Linked DNA regions of Mus musculus: regions 2 and 3 are each linked to region 1. Evidence: chromatin contacts called from public HiChIP or PLAC-seq data. All regions are on one chromosome and are shown on one strand. Each heading gives the region's core, a stretch centred on a gene start, on an enhancer-like site or on the middle of the called end of the contact. The rest is flanking DNA. Distances are from core to core; before and after follow the strand shown.

Region 1 (3,608 bases), core at 949-3,448:
ACACCATGGAAAGATATAAAGGCACAAGAAACTCTTCCCTGTATCTGTTCCACTTTCCTCTGCTAATTATCATTAATAGTCCTTTCTTTTCTTTGTGTGTGTGAATGTGAGCTGTAAGTGCCTGTGTATGCAGGAATGCACACACTCTTGCGCACGTGAACACACACACATTTTTTAGAAAGTTTTCCTATGTAGCTCTGGATTGCCTCAAACTCACCCATCCTCGCGCCACATCCTCCACGTACCAACATTACAGGCACCGGTTCCCACACCTGACTTAATTTAATCTTTTTAATGAAGAATGGGTCCAGGTGTTTAGTAATACTACCATTTCCAAACCTGCTGGGACATCGAGATCAGAATGTCCCAGGGAGTTTCACTGGAAATCCACAGCTGCCTTCTGTGAACTCCATTCTCATCCCCCAGTCAGGGAAGGAAACTGGAATCTCGACACTGAAGGGCGCGTCCACGGTGCCGGTGTACAGACCACTGTGCGAACAGCCATCCACCCTCCCGTTTCTTGCTACAGGGGCAGCTCCTGTTTCCTGATTTCCTGTTACTCACGGGTTATTCACCAGAGCCTTATCAGGGTGTCTGCACAGCACCAAGACCCTGTGCCTTTCTTCCAGACCCGGGGAGGTATGGTGTGGTGTGAATTTCGACACAGCCAAGGCGGTGTTGCTGGGGGTTAGTTGGTTAGTGTGGGTGTTGGCAGCCAGCTGGGGCTCGGGTAGGGAGCCTGTGTGTGGGTGAAACTCAGGAATCCTGTGGCACTACAGTTACAGAAAAAAATTTAAAGGCCCAGCCCAGGCCTTTACGAAGTACAGCTGAGTCTGACAAACCCAGAACCAGCCCCAGCTCTCAGATCTTCTGGGGCGAGGGGTTGGGAGGGGGCGGGATACAGTTCCCTGTGGGCCCTTCTAAATCAGATAAGACATAATGCAGATGAAACGCGGGTGGGAAACGCACGGTAGACAGCAGATTACAGTCATAAAAAGAGATGACAGATTTCATCGTCACTCATGACCCACCCAAATGTCACGTCCTCTGGGCTCTTTCCCTGGCATTTCCTGCCCCAAGTGGATGTTCTTTCCATTGTACTCCCCGACACTTGAAATCGAACAACAAAAGGAAAAAAAAAATACTACTACTGCTGCCTGAGGTTTCCTGGGTCAGAATATCTAGCTGCTTTCCTGTTTGATCTCCCACCAGTCCAGGGGTCCCAGGGAGTTAAAGGCCCACGGGCTGTTTAGTCACGTGGTCTTCACTTTTCTTTCTTTCTTTTTTTTTTTTTTTTCTTACATACTCAATTAGCTTTCTAATTTCTGTAGCCCTAGAAACAGACCTATACCCGGGCCTCTTGATCCGTAACAAAAGTAGCACTTCAGAAATGAGGGGTTTTGCTTTTGGTTTTCTATGTTTATGATTTTTACAGTGAGTTGGTATGTATCACATGTGTGCAGGTATCCATGGAGACCAGAAAGTATCATATTGTCTGAAACTGGATTTGCTGGCAGTTGTGAGGCACCGTGTGGATGCTGGGAACTGAACCCACCGTTCAAGAACAGTGTGCGTTCTTAAACTCTGAGCCGTGGGTCTGTTAGCCCCGGAAGGGGATTTTCTTAAAGAAGGTCAATGAATCCGATACTCATAGAAAAATAAAATGCACCTGAGCCCTGTTGTTCGCCATTCTCAAACATCAGAGTTAGATTCGATAAAAGGTTACACATGGGGCTGAGGCTGTAGCACCGCTGGTTGAATGCTTGGGTTCCAGACCACCACCGCAGAAAACCAATGTGGTGATGCCTGCCTGTGATCCCACCCATGAGGACTTGACACAGGAGGATCAGGAACTCTGACACTGTCCTTGGCTACAAGCAAGGCCACTTTGAGCCTTTCCTTTGAGGCAGAGGCAGACAGATCTCTGACTTCAGCCTGACAATATGTTGAGTTTCTGGCCAAGCATGGCCACATCTTGAGTCATGAGGATGGGGTAGGTGAGGGAGAGAGAGACAGTTCAGATGGTAAAAGCACCTTTCGCACAAGCCTGCCGATCTGACTTTCCATCCCTGAAACCTCATGGTGGAAGGAGAGAGCTGACTCCTGAATGTTGCCCTCTGACCTCCACACACACCACTGGCATGCTACCCTTTCAGCCTCTCGCTCAGCCTCATCTTTTTTTTTTTTTTTTTTTAAAGACTGTTGCTAGGGCAACAGTTAGTAAAGTGCTCGCCTTGCAAATTCAAAGCCTTGAATTAGATCCCCAAAACCCTTGTAAAAAGCTGGGTGTGACTGCAATCCAGGTGCTGAGAAAGCAGAAAGAGGTGGATTTTTGCTGCTCACAGCCTGGCCCAGTTAGTGAGCTCCAGGCCATCGAGAGAGCCTTTTGGCTTCTGGGATTGTCCTCTGGCCTCCACACATACCTGTATGCACACACACTCACACACACACACACACATTTTGAAATATTTTTATTACTTTTAATTATGTGTATGTAGATATACATCTTGGTGTGGGTATGTCATGTAACCATGGCACCATGGAGATGACCATGGAAGCCAGAGGAGAGGCTGTTTCTGATCCCCAGGGGCTGGAGTTCCAGCCAGATACGAACGTCCCACAGAGGGTGCTAGGATTTGAACTCGGGTTCTCGGCGAAAGCAGCAAGGGCTCTTAAACACTGAGCCATCTCTCCAGCCCCCTATTTATTGTTGTTGGTTGGTTGGTTGGTTGGTGATTTGAAACCAATCCTCTCTCTGTAGACCAGGCTGACCTAGCCTCCAGCTCAGAGATCTCTTGCCTCTCTTTCCAGAGAGCTGGGATTAATGGTATAGGCCTATACAAGCCACCCAGGGTCTCAATACTGAAAGAAGAAAGTGGACAGGATCTGTAAACTATCTGTAATTGACACCCTCTGGTAAGGGGGAAACAGTTTTCTCCAATGGAGCTTTATTTTTTTTTTTTTTTTCCAACCCCCCACCCCCCGGAGCTTTATTTTATATATCAGCCCTCAGAGCAGTCCCAAGCCTTGGAGAAATAAGCCTTGGAGTATTTTTGTGAACTTTTTGTTTCATTTTACTTTGTTTTAGCTTTTTTTTTCTTTTTCTTTCTTTCTTTCTTTCTTTTCTTTTTTTTTTTTTGTCTTATTGGTCTTCCTATTTATTTTGATTTTCATTGTGTGTGTGTGTGTGCGTGTGTGTTCTGTGAGGACTTTTGTTCTTGTTTCTTTGGGTTTTTGTTTGTTTCTGAAAAAGAAAGATAGAGAACAGAAAAATAAAGGCAAGAAGGCAGTAAAGATCTGGGGAGGGATTGAGAGAAGGAAAAAAATGATCAAAACATGTTGTGTGAAAAAAATTTTTAACGAGAAAAGAATTCTAAAAAAGCATATGCTACCACACCTGACCCCATTTACATTTTTATTATCATTTTAATATTTATACTTATTATATTTTTGTGGGTCTGAGTGTTTTTGCCTGTGTGTATACATGTAAACCATATACATATGTATATATGAGTGGTTTTGCCTGATACTCTTGGAGGTCATTAGAAGATGCTGGATCTGCTGGAATTGAAGTTAGGGATGTTTGAGACCTACTGTGTGGGTGTTCT
Region 2 (3,930 bases), core at 1,001-3,500, 410 kb before region 1:
ACTTCCTCAGTCTGGAAGCACACAGATGTGTGCAACCAGTCTTTCCTGCTATAAATTTCAGAAGACCAATGTGGCAATTCTTGGAATCCCCGTGAACCTTTTCCATCCCTCAGCAAAGGAGATGGAAGATCTGAGAAGATAAAGTTGGTAACAGAGTCACCCAAGGCCCAAGCAAGCAATCTAGTTTGTTCAGAAATATTTCACTCAAACAGCATCCAGTGACTAGGAGGACTAGGAGCCTTTGTAAATGAGGATCGGTGTTCTGACCTGTGACAGACACAGCCCAACCCAGAGCCAGTCAACCTAGAGATGAAGGGAAATGTAATATTCTGTCACAGATGTTCTCTCTTTAAAGCCTCAGAAGCAGAGAAATTCATCCGGGTGAAAAGGAAGAGAGAAATGGAGAGGGACAACAACATTTAGACACACACATTACAAGTGTGTCCTGGGCCTACTCTGTGCCACGCTCCTAGACACCTACAGCCCGCTATGACAGAGGGACTTGATCAAGCGATTACAAGTATGAGAAAAGACATGCATACACATCTTACATATATCTATGCATCCATCCATCCATGTCTACAGGGATCAGAAAGGCTGATTCCTCCCTGAGGATTGTCATTAACCTGAAACTTAAGCAATTAAAAGTCAAGACGTTGAGGATGTTTTGAAAGAAACCATCATGGGGGAGGATCCTCAGTCAGGAGAGATGGTAGCTCATGGCTCAAACTAATTCATTAGGACTGGAGCTTAGAGTACAGGAGAGTGGCTTCCACGGAGGCCGATAGGTAGATGGAGCCCCATTTGTCAGAGATTTCCAGCTTACTTAAGGATTTGACAAATTATCCTGAGAGACAATAGGAAGAAATGTGGCATTTCAAGCAGGAAAGTTCATCTTAGAGTTTTACTTTAAAAGATTAATGTAGGAGCTGGAGAGATGGTTCAGCGGTTAAGAGCACTGACTGTTCTTCTGAAGGTCCTGAGTTCAAATCCCAGCAACCACATGGTGGCTCACAACCATCTGTAATGAGATCTGACTCCCTCATCTGGAGTGTCTAAAGACAGCTACAGTGTAGTCATATACATAAAATAAATAAATCTTTAAAAAAATTAATGTAAAGAAAGACAATGGTCTGGTGGTCTCCTGGGCCAATGGTAGACCATATTCAGGACAGGTTTGGATAGATCAGAGGATGTTCTGGTATAGATTGAGTTAAGATACACAGCTAGTAAGTGGGCCCAAGATAGAGAAATAAGAGCTGGCATCAAGTTCTCAAGGACACCAAGGGATTGGATCAGGTGCCCAGAGAGAGAACGTAGTGGGACCAGAACAGACGTCATAAACTATTCTGAGCACACACCATTTCTCACTTAGCTCTACATTTGCCAAGCCCAGTCCTGGACTTGCCATCTCTTAAACAGTAATGAATAATCTATCTAATGGACAAACGCAGGCCAGTGAGATAGCTCAGTAGGTAAGACACTTGCCACCAAGTACACAACCTGAGTTTGACTCTCACAACCCACAGGCTAGAAGGACAAACTCTCTAAAAGTTGTCCTCTGGCTTCTCTGTGTGTTTATATACACACACTTATACAAACTTTTTTAAAAACACATAACTAAAAACTTCTAAATAAAGAAATATGCATCATGTCAAGGCAATGGCCTGTACTTTGGACACTGGCAGAAGCTCAGTTTACATGCCTTGTTTATAAATTTTCATAAAAGATAAAGGTATTCTGTGATTTCTCCCAGTGCCCTCTTGAAGAGCATTTCAGGTTTACAAATTGGAAGGGTCAATATAGAAACTGTGTCCTTTCTGGGTTCCAATACCAAAGAGCCAACCCAAACGTCTGCTGTCCCCACTACTGTGAGCTCACCAGTGCTGGTGGCTGGCTTCAGTCAAAGGCGGCAAACTCTGAGCCCTGACGTGGTCCTCCAGATACTGAGTGAAGTACCAAGTACCCCTGGAAAACTGGGGGTTCCATACTCTTCTCTGGAACATCCTACACATAAAAGTGGGCAGCAGCACTTCCTCACCCCATCCATCCCACACTCTCATGAGCCTTGTCACATTCTAAATGCTCTAAGAAACAGACACTGTCCAAACTCCACCGCAGAAAAGTGGTTAGCCTCTGGCCAAGAGAGGAAAGGGGTGGGGCAGGCTTCCCTGGGCTGCTGAATAAAGAACATTCTCAGAGCCTGGAGTTTTCCAACTGCTAGGAGCAGGAAGTGCCCAATCCCAGAGAACAGTAAGCCTCACACGCCCAGCATAAAGACATGTCGAGCCATTAGCCCTAATTGCCTGTGACTGACACAGAAGTGAGGCCGGCCTTCCAGGCATTTGCTCTGGAAAGAAAACAAACAGCTCACTGGGGACATAGGCAGCCATTTTCTCTCCTTTTTGCCAAAATGATTCTGCTCTGTTTCTCTCAAATTATAGCACACAAATTTGAAAATAAGAACAATATAAAATCTCCCACTTAGAAAATAGAAAATAAAATCTCTACAGGGATACACAAGCATTTGGTTAATAATCTTCTTTCAAAATCAAACACATTATCCCCAAATAATAATAATAATAAAAATAAATGGCCTTTTCAAAGCTCCCTCTCACCACTCCAGTTTTCTTCAGGTTTGAGATAATAAGAACTATCTGCAATGGTTTTCACTTGATCAGCACATTATCAGGAGAAAGGAGTTTCATGAATGTTTAGTATAAACAGCAAAAATCACACACACTTTCTGATAGAGGATTTTTAACAACTGAGAGTTCAGAAATGAAGCAGGTGACATCTTTCCAATGTCTGTACAAATTATCCACTGAAGGAATCCACAGCGTCCTCAAGCCTGCCTCAACAGGTCACTAGTGCTGAGCAGGACAGACACGGGCTCCTTTGAAACTTTCCTTTCTGTCTGTGTGTCTGTGTGGGATGGTTCAGCCCTTTCCTCCACGCAGGGACTGGGACTGCGCAGGCACTTAGACTGGATAGTAAGTACCTTCACCTGCTGAGCTGTGCACCAAAAACTTTTTTTTTTTTTAACAACAGCATTTTTTGGGGTAGGGGATGAGCCACTGGGCAAGTGTGAAGGCTAGAGGACAAGCTGCAGGGGTCAGCTCTCTCTCTCCACTCAGGGGGTGAGGCTTGGTGACAGGCACCTTATACTAAGCCATCTTGCCAGCATGGGACATTGGTTTATTTGGTACCATACTGATGACCAGGGTGGACAGTGGGACCAGCCCTGACCACAGTCTTAACTGAAATAAGACCATTTCCCAGGTCAGAAGCAGTCTCCCGCCTTGTGTCTCCTTGAAAACTACTTCAAAGCAATCCTCGCATGTCTCTCCGCATGTTTCACACACACCGTTTACTGGAGTCCCTCCACTGGGATGCTCGCTATCAGCACATAATCAACATGTAAACCATACAGCCAGGCCACAAGGGTGAGGTGCAGGAATGGATTCAACTGCTGGTGTGGTGTGGTTTATCCTGTGTGTGTGTGTGTGTGGGGGGGGGGGGGGAACAGGACCCATGTTCTTTTAATTTTTTTTCTACATTTGTTTATACGGTGTGTGTGTGTGGTTGTCAAAGGACATAAACACTCTGGCTTGGTAGCAAGTGCCTTTATCCACTGAACCATGTGGTCAGTTCCCAGAATCCATGGTCCTAATCTCCACTCACTACATAGTCAAAAATGAGCTTTCCTTTGTCTTGCTGGAGTTGCCATCTGGGTCGAGATCTTTGCTACACAAAGAGAGCAAGAAGACGAGTACCCAACTTAACACTGGCCACAGCTGAGGAAATAACACAGTCACAGCAACTGAGCACCTAAAGCCTGAATCCTTTGTGGACTGCCAAGGTCAAGCTCAGGAGGGAAAAAGCTAGTCACTAGTCAGACATCCTCCCACAACCCACGAAGGCAATGAG
Region 3 (3,957 bases), core at 942-3,441, 480 kb before region 1:
ATCAAGGTGGCAAGCAACATGGCAGCATCCAGGCAGACATAGTGCAAGAGGAACTGAGTTACACATCTTCATCTGAAGACTGCTAGGAGAAGACTGGCTCCCATGTGGTTAGGAGGAGGGTTTTATTGCCCACCCCCGCAATGACACACTTCCTCAGGCAAGGCCACACCTACTCCAACAAGGCCATGCCTCCTAATAGGCCACTTGCTGGGCCAAGCGTATTCAAACCACCACAGGATGATTCACAACTGCCTGCAACAGGAGTTCAGGAGATCTGAAGCTTTCTCCTAATCTCTGGGGGCATTATACTCAAGTGCACAAACACTCAGATACACACATGTACACATCATAGTTTTAAAAATGTTTAATAAAATTATTTTAAAATGGGGACTGGGCATGGTGTGGTTCCTGCCTTTAATCTCAGGAGGCAGAAGCAGACGGATCTCTGTGAGTTCAAGACCATCCTGGTCTACATAGTGAATTCCAGGATAGCCAGGGTAATGCAATGAGACCTGTCGCCAATAAAATAAAATAAGATGTGGGGTGGTGATGCACAACTTTAATCCCAGCACTCGGGAGGCTGAGGCAGGTGGATCTCTTGTGAGTTCAAGGCCAGCCGGCTCTAAAGAGCTAGTTCCAGGGCAGCCAGGTGTCTTAGTTAGGGTTTTACTGCTGTGAACAGACACAATGACCAATGCAAGTCTTATAAAAACATTTTTTTAAAGATTTATTTATTTATTATATGTAAGTACACTGTAGCTGTCTTCAAACGCACCATAAGAGGGCATCAGATCCCATTACAGATGGTTGTGAGCCACCATGTGGTTGCTGGGATTTGAACTCAGGACCTTTGGACGAGCAGTCAGTGATCTTACCCGCTGAGCCTCGCCAGCCCTAAAAACAACATTTAATTGGGGCTGGCTTACAGGTTCAGAGGTTCAGTCCATCATCACCAAGGTGGGAGCATGGCAGTATCCAGGCAGGCATGGTGTAGGCAGAGCTGAGAGTTCTACATCTTCATCCAAAGGTTGCTAGTGGAAGACTGACTTCCAGGCAACTAGGGTGAGGATCTTATACCCACACCCACAGTGACACACCCATTCCAACCAGGTCACACCTATTCCAACAAGGCCACACCTTCAGATGGTGCCACTCCCTGGTCCAAGAATATACAAACCATCACAACACCAGGACTACACAGAAAAGAAATAATAATAATAATAATAATAATAATAATAATAATAATAATAATAAGTGAAACCAAATAAATAAGATGGAGAGCAATAGATGAATGACTTGACCTCTGGCCCCCACACAAATGCACATAACATGAATGTTTACCCATGCACACACATACTTGTATACACAGAAAGAAAGAAAGGTGTGGGGGGGGGGAGGAAGGAAGGAAACGCATCATTATCATCCCAAGGCAACCACTCTGAGCCATTTGGTTTATTTCCTTTCGGGAGTTCCTTCTGAAGTGTGATCTATTCATATTTCATATTAACATTTGAACATGTATGCAATATTATTTTAAGACAAGAACATGAATGACGCTGCGAACACATTTAATTCTGTATATAAGTGATTGCCTGAATATAGACATCTGTACCACATATGACATAACTCATACCCAAAAGGCCAGAGGAGGGTGTCAGATCATCTGGAACTAGAGATGCCATGGCCCTAAGCTGTCAAGTGGATGCTATGAATGGAAGCCAGGTCCTCTGCAAGAGCAAGTGTTGAACTGTCTCTCTGGACCGGCAGTTCTTAAAACTACAGGAGGGTCCTACAAACCAACCGAGAGCCCAGGGGCCTAGGCTAGAAATGATAAAAATCAGAAAACAAAATGTCAGAGCTGTGTGTGGTGGTCCAAGGCTTTAATCACAATGAGGGGGGAAGCAGGAAGGTCAGAGTTCAAGGTCATCAAAGTCACCAAGCCTCAAGGGACTTGAGGTCAATCTGGACTCCATGGTATCCTGTCTCAAAACAACAAAACAAAACACAGAAAACTCTCCCTCCAGACAATGTTCTAGCTTACAGAGCTCTCGCCATTACTCACGAAACCGTTTCTGGTTTTTTATCTGAAGCTAAACATTTTTCTGCCTCACTTTGTCCTGGCCTGCACCCTCCTCACAGACAGATGCCACCCACAAACCAGAGTTAAATGGTTTGCATGAGAAAAGCAAGGGGCGGGAAGCCCATTAACAGTCTTCCAAAGATGACCTCCATTACAGCAGATAGATAGGCCCATTACGGCATTAGCACAGCCCGGTGCACACAGACACAGCTATGCCCAGAATATGCTTTGTGTCACTACAGACTACCAAGGTGTTACTTTTTATTTCTTAGTATTTTCTTGTATGCCAATAAGTTTGATTGCTAGAAGATAAGAATGTTTTCTTACTTGGATTATAAGGTAATAGAAAATCTAAAAGATTAGTCCTAAGAAAAATGTTCATTTAAAAAAAAAAAAAAACAGCTAACAGATACTTTGAGGTGCTATTTTGTATATACATGTAACCGGTTTGTACATCCATGTAACTGGTGCTTCATTAGCCATTAGACTTCTTTCTGGGTCATAGTTACTATTGTCAATGTGACAAGATCTGGAGTAAACTAGGAGACAAATCTCTGGGCGTGTGTGTAAGAGGTTATCTAGGTGAGGTTAACTGAGCTGGGAAGATTCACCCTAACTGTGGGCAGCATGATTTCCTCATTCTCCCCCTCCTTCTCCCCTTCCCCTTCCTCTCCCCTATCTCTCCTCTCCTCTCCTCTCCCCTCCCCTCCCCTCCCTCTCCTCTCCTCTCCTCTCCCCTCCCCTCCCCTCTCTTTCCCTCCCCTCCCCTCCTCCTCCTCCTCCTCTCTCTCTCTGTCTCTCTGTCTCTCTGTCTCTCTGTCTCTCTGTCTCTCTCTCTCTCTCTCTCTCTCTCTCTCTCTCTCTCTCGCTCTCGCTCTCTCTCCTTCCTGACTTCACAAAGACTTACAAACAACTGCCTCAAGTCCCTGCTGCCACGCCTGAGCTTCCAGGATGAACTTTGAACCAAACTAACCCCTTCCGTCTAGATTGTGTCACACTGAGAATTAAAGCTGTCATTCCTTTCTCTTCTTTATGTATTTATGTAATCTGTGTGGATATTTGTTTGCCTGTATGTCCCTGTCTGGTGCCCAGTGAGGCCAAAAGAGAGCACTAAATTCCCTCAGACATGATGGTTATGAACCACCAGGTGGGTGCTGGGAATCGAACTCAGGACCTCTGGAAAAGCAGCCAGTGCTCTTAACTACTGAGCCATCTCTCTGGCCCTCATAACTTCCTTTTGTTAACTGTATTTTGTCACGGCAATGGCTAAATAATAGCCTGTGATTTTCCCTTGCTTCTCCAGCCTCAGATACTTCTGGGACTCCAAAAGAGTTGCACATGCGCAAGCTTGGGAAGTTCTACGTGGTGTTCTTTGGCATCATTTTTACCTGCTCAGGGCTCCCAGCTATTGCGTGTCTCTACATCCCGCAGACCTGCTGGCATTGCCAGACACCAGCCGTTCTTACAAATACCAGTCTCCTGGTGCAACCAAGGCTACAGTGCTGGCACCTCAAGCAGCCAAGCTTCTTAAGTGAGGAAATGTTTGTCTTCATTTCTGGGCTATGTTCAGTTAGAGAAATATTGGGAGCAGTGCCCATACCTGGGTCTGGTTATCTCTCAACATGTTCCCGAAAGAGTTCTAGTTTCCCCTCAGAGCTTAGCAACCTAGCGCTCTGAGTTCAGACCTAAGGTCATGAGGGGCTGAGCTTAAAAGTCACATCTGGGTGCAAATTCCCACTGTCTCAATGATGGCTGTTTTTCTCTCCCAAAATCTGAGGCTGTATAACTGGGTCAAACCAATCTAACTCTTTAGGGTAGGTCCATCCTGGGTCTTGGGCAAATGTAGTTCTGAAGAGCCTAAATTACCAGGTGTTCCC

What was found. HiChIP or PLAC-seq counts read pairs in DNA pulled down with a chosen protein or histone mark.
Region 2: a contact with region 1 is called in an H3K27ac HiChIP or PLAC-seq map of embryonic stem cells, with 2.3 times the contacts expected there. The contact joins two enhancer-like sites. A contact is called at or near these places in 2 of 39 promoter capture datasets (liver and pre-B cells) and 3 of 115 datasets of contacts at active chromatin or transcription factors (embryonic stem cells and pancreatic cancer cells).
Region 3: a contact with region 1 is called in an H3K27ac HiChIP or PLAC-seq map of embryonic stem cells, with 5 read pairs. The contact joins two enhancer-like sites. A contact is called at or near these places in 7 of 39 promoter capture datasets (the C10 cell line, embryonic stem cells, hippocampal neurons and 3 more), 6 of 484 Hi-C or Micro-C datasets (the F1.1 cell line, cardiomyocytes, embryonic stem cells and 3 more), 9 of 115 datasets of contacts at active chromatin or transcription factors (embryonic stem cells, extraembryonic endoderm stem cells, large pre-B cells and 4 more) and 1 of 9 other capture datasets (embryonic stem cells).

The regions. Positions count from the first base shown.
Region 1 is chr8:107,111,966-107,115,573 of GRCm38.p6, reverse strand. No RefSeq gene overlaps it. Among named protein-coding and RNA genes, the nearest start is that of Gm39240, 10 kb to the left of the region's middle. Within about 2 kb of position 2,198, at least 121 of the 459 cell types and tissues checked have an H3K27ac peak or open chromatin away from gene starts, as enhancers often do. A contact at or near this core is called in embryonic stem cells, where this site is marked.
Region 2 is chr8:107,518,336-107,522,265 of GRCm38.p6, reverse strand. The region is part of intron 8 of Wwp2 (WW domain containing E3 ubiquitin protein ligase 2); the gene reads right to left. Among named protein-coding and RNA genes, the nearest start is that of Gm51547, 15 kb to the right of the region's middle. Within about 2 kb of position 2,250, at least 106 of the 459 cell types and tissues checked have an H3K27ac peak or open chromatin away from gene starts, as enhancers often do. A contact at or near this core is called in embryonic stem cells, where this site is marked.
Region 3 is chr8:107,593,240-107,597,196 of GRCm38.p6, reverse strand. No RefSeq gene overlaps it. Among named protein-coding and RNA genes, the nearest start is that of Psmd7, 6.7 kb to the right of the region's middle. Within about 2 kb of position 2,191, at least 6 of the 459 cell types and tissues checked have an H3K27ac peak or open chromatin away from gene starts, as enhancers often do. A contact at or near this core is called in embryonic stem cells, where this site is marked.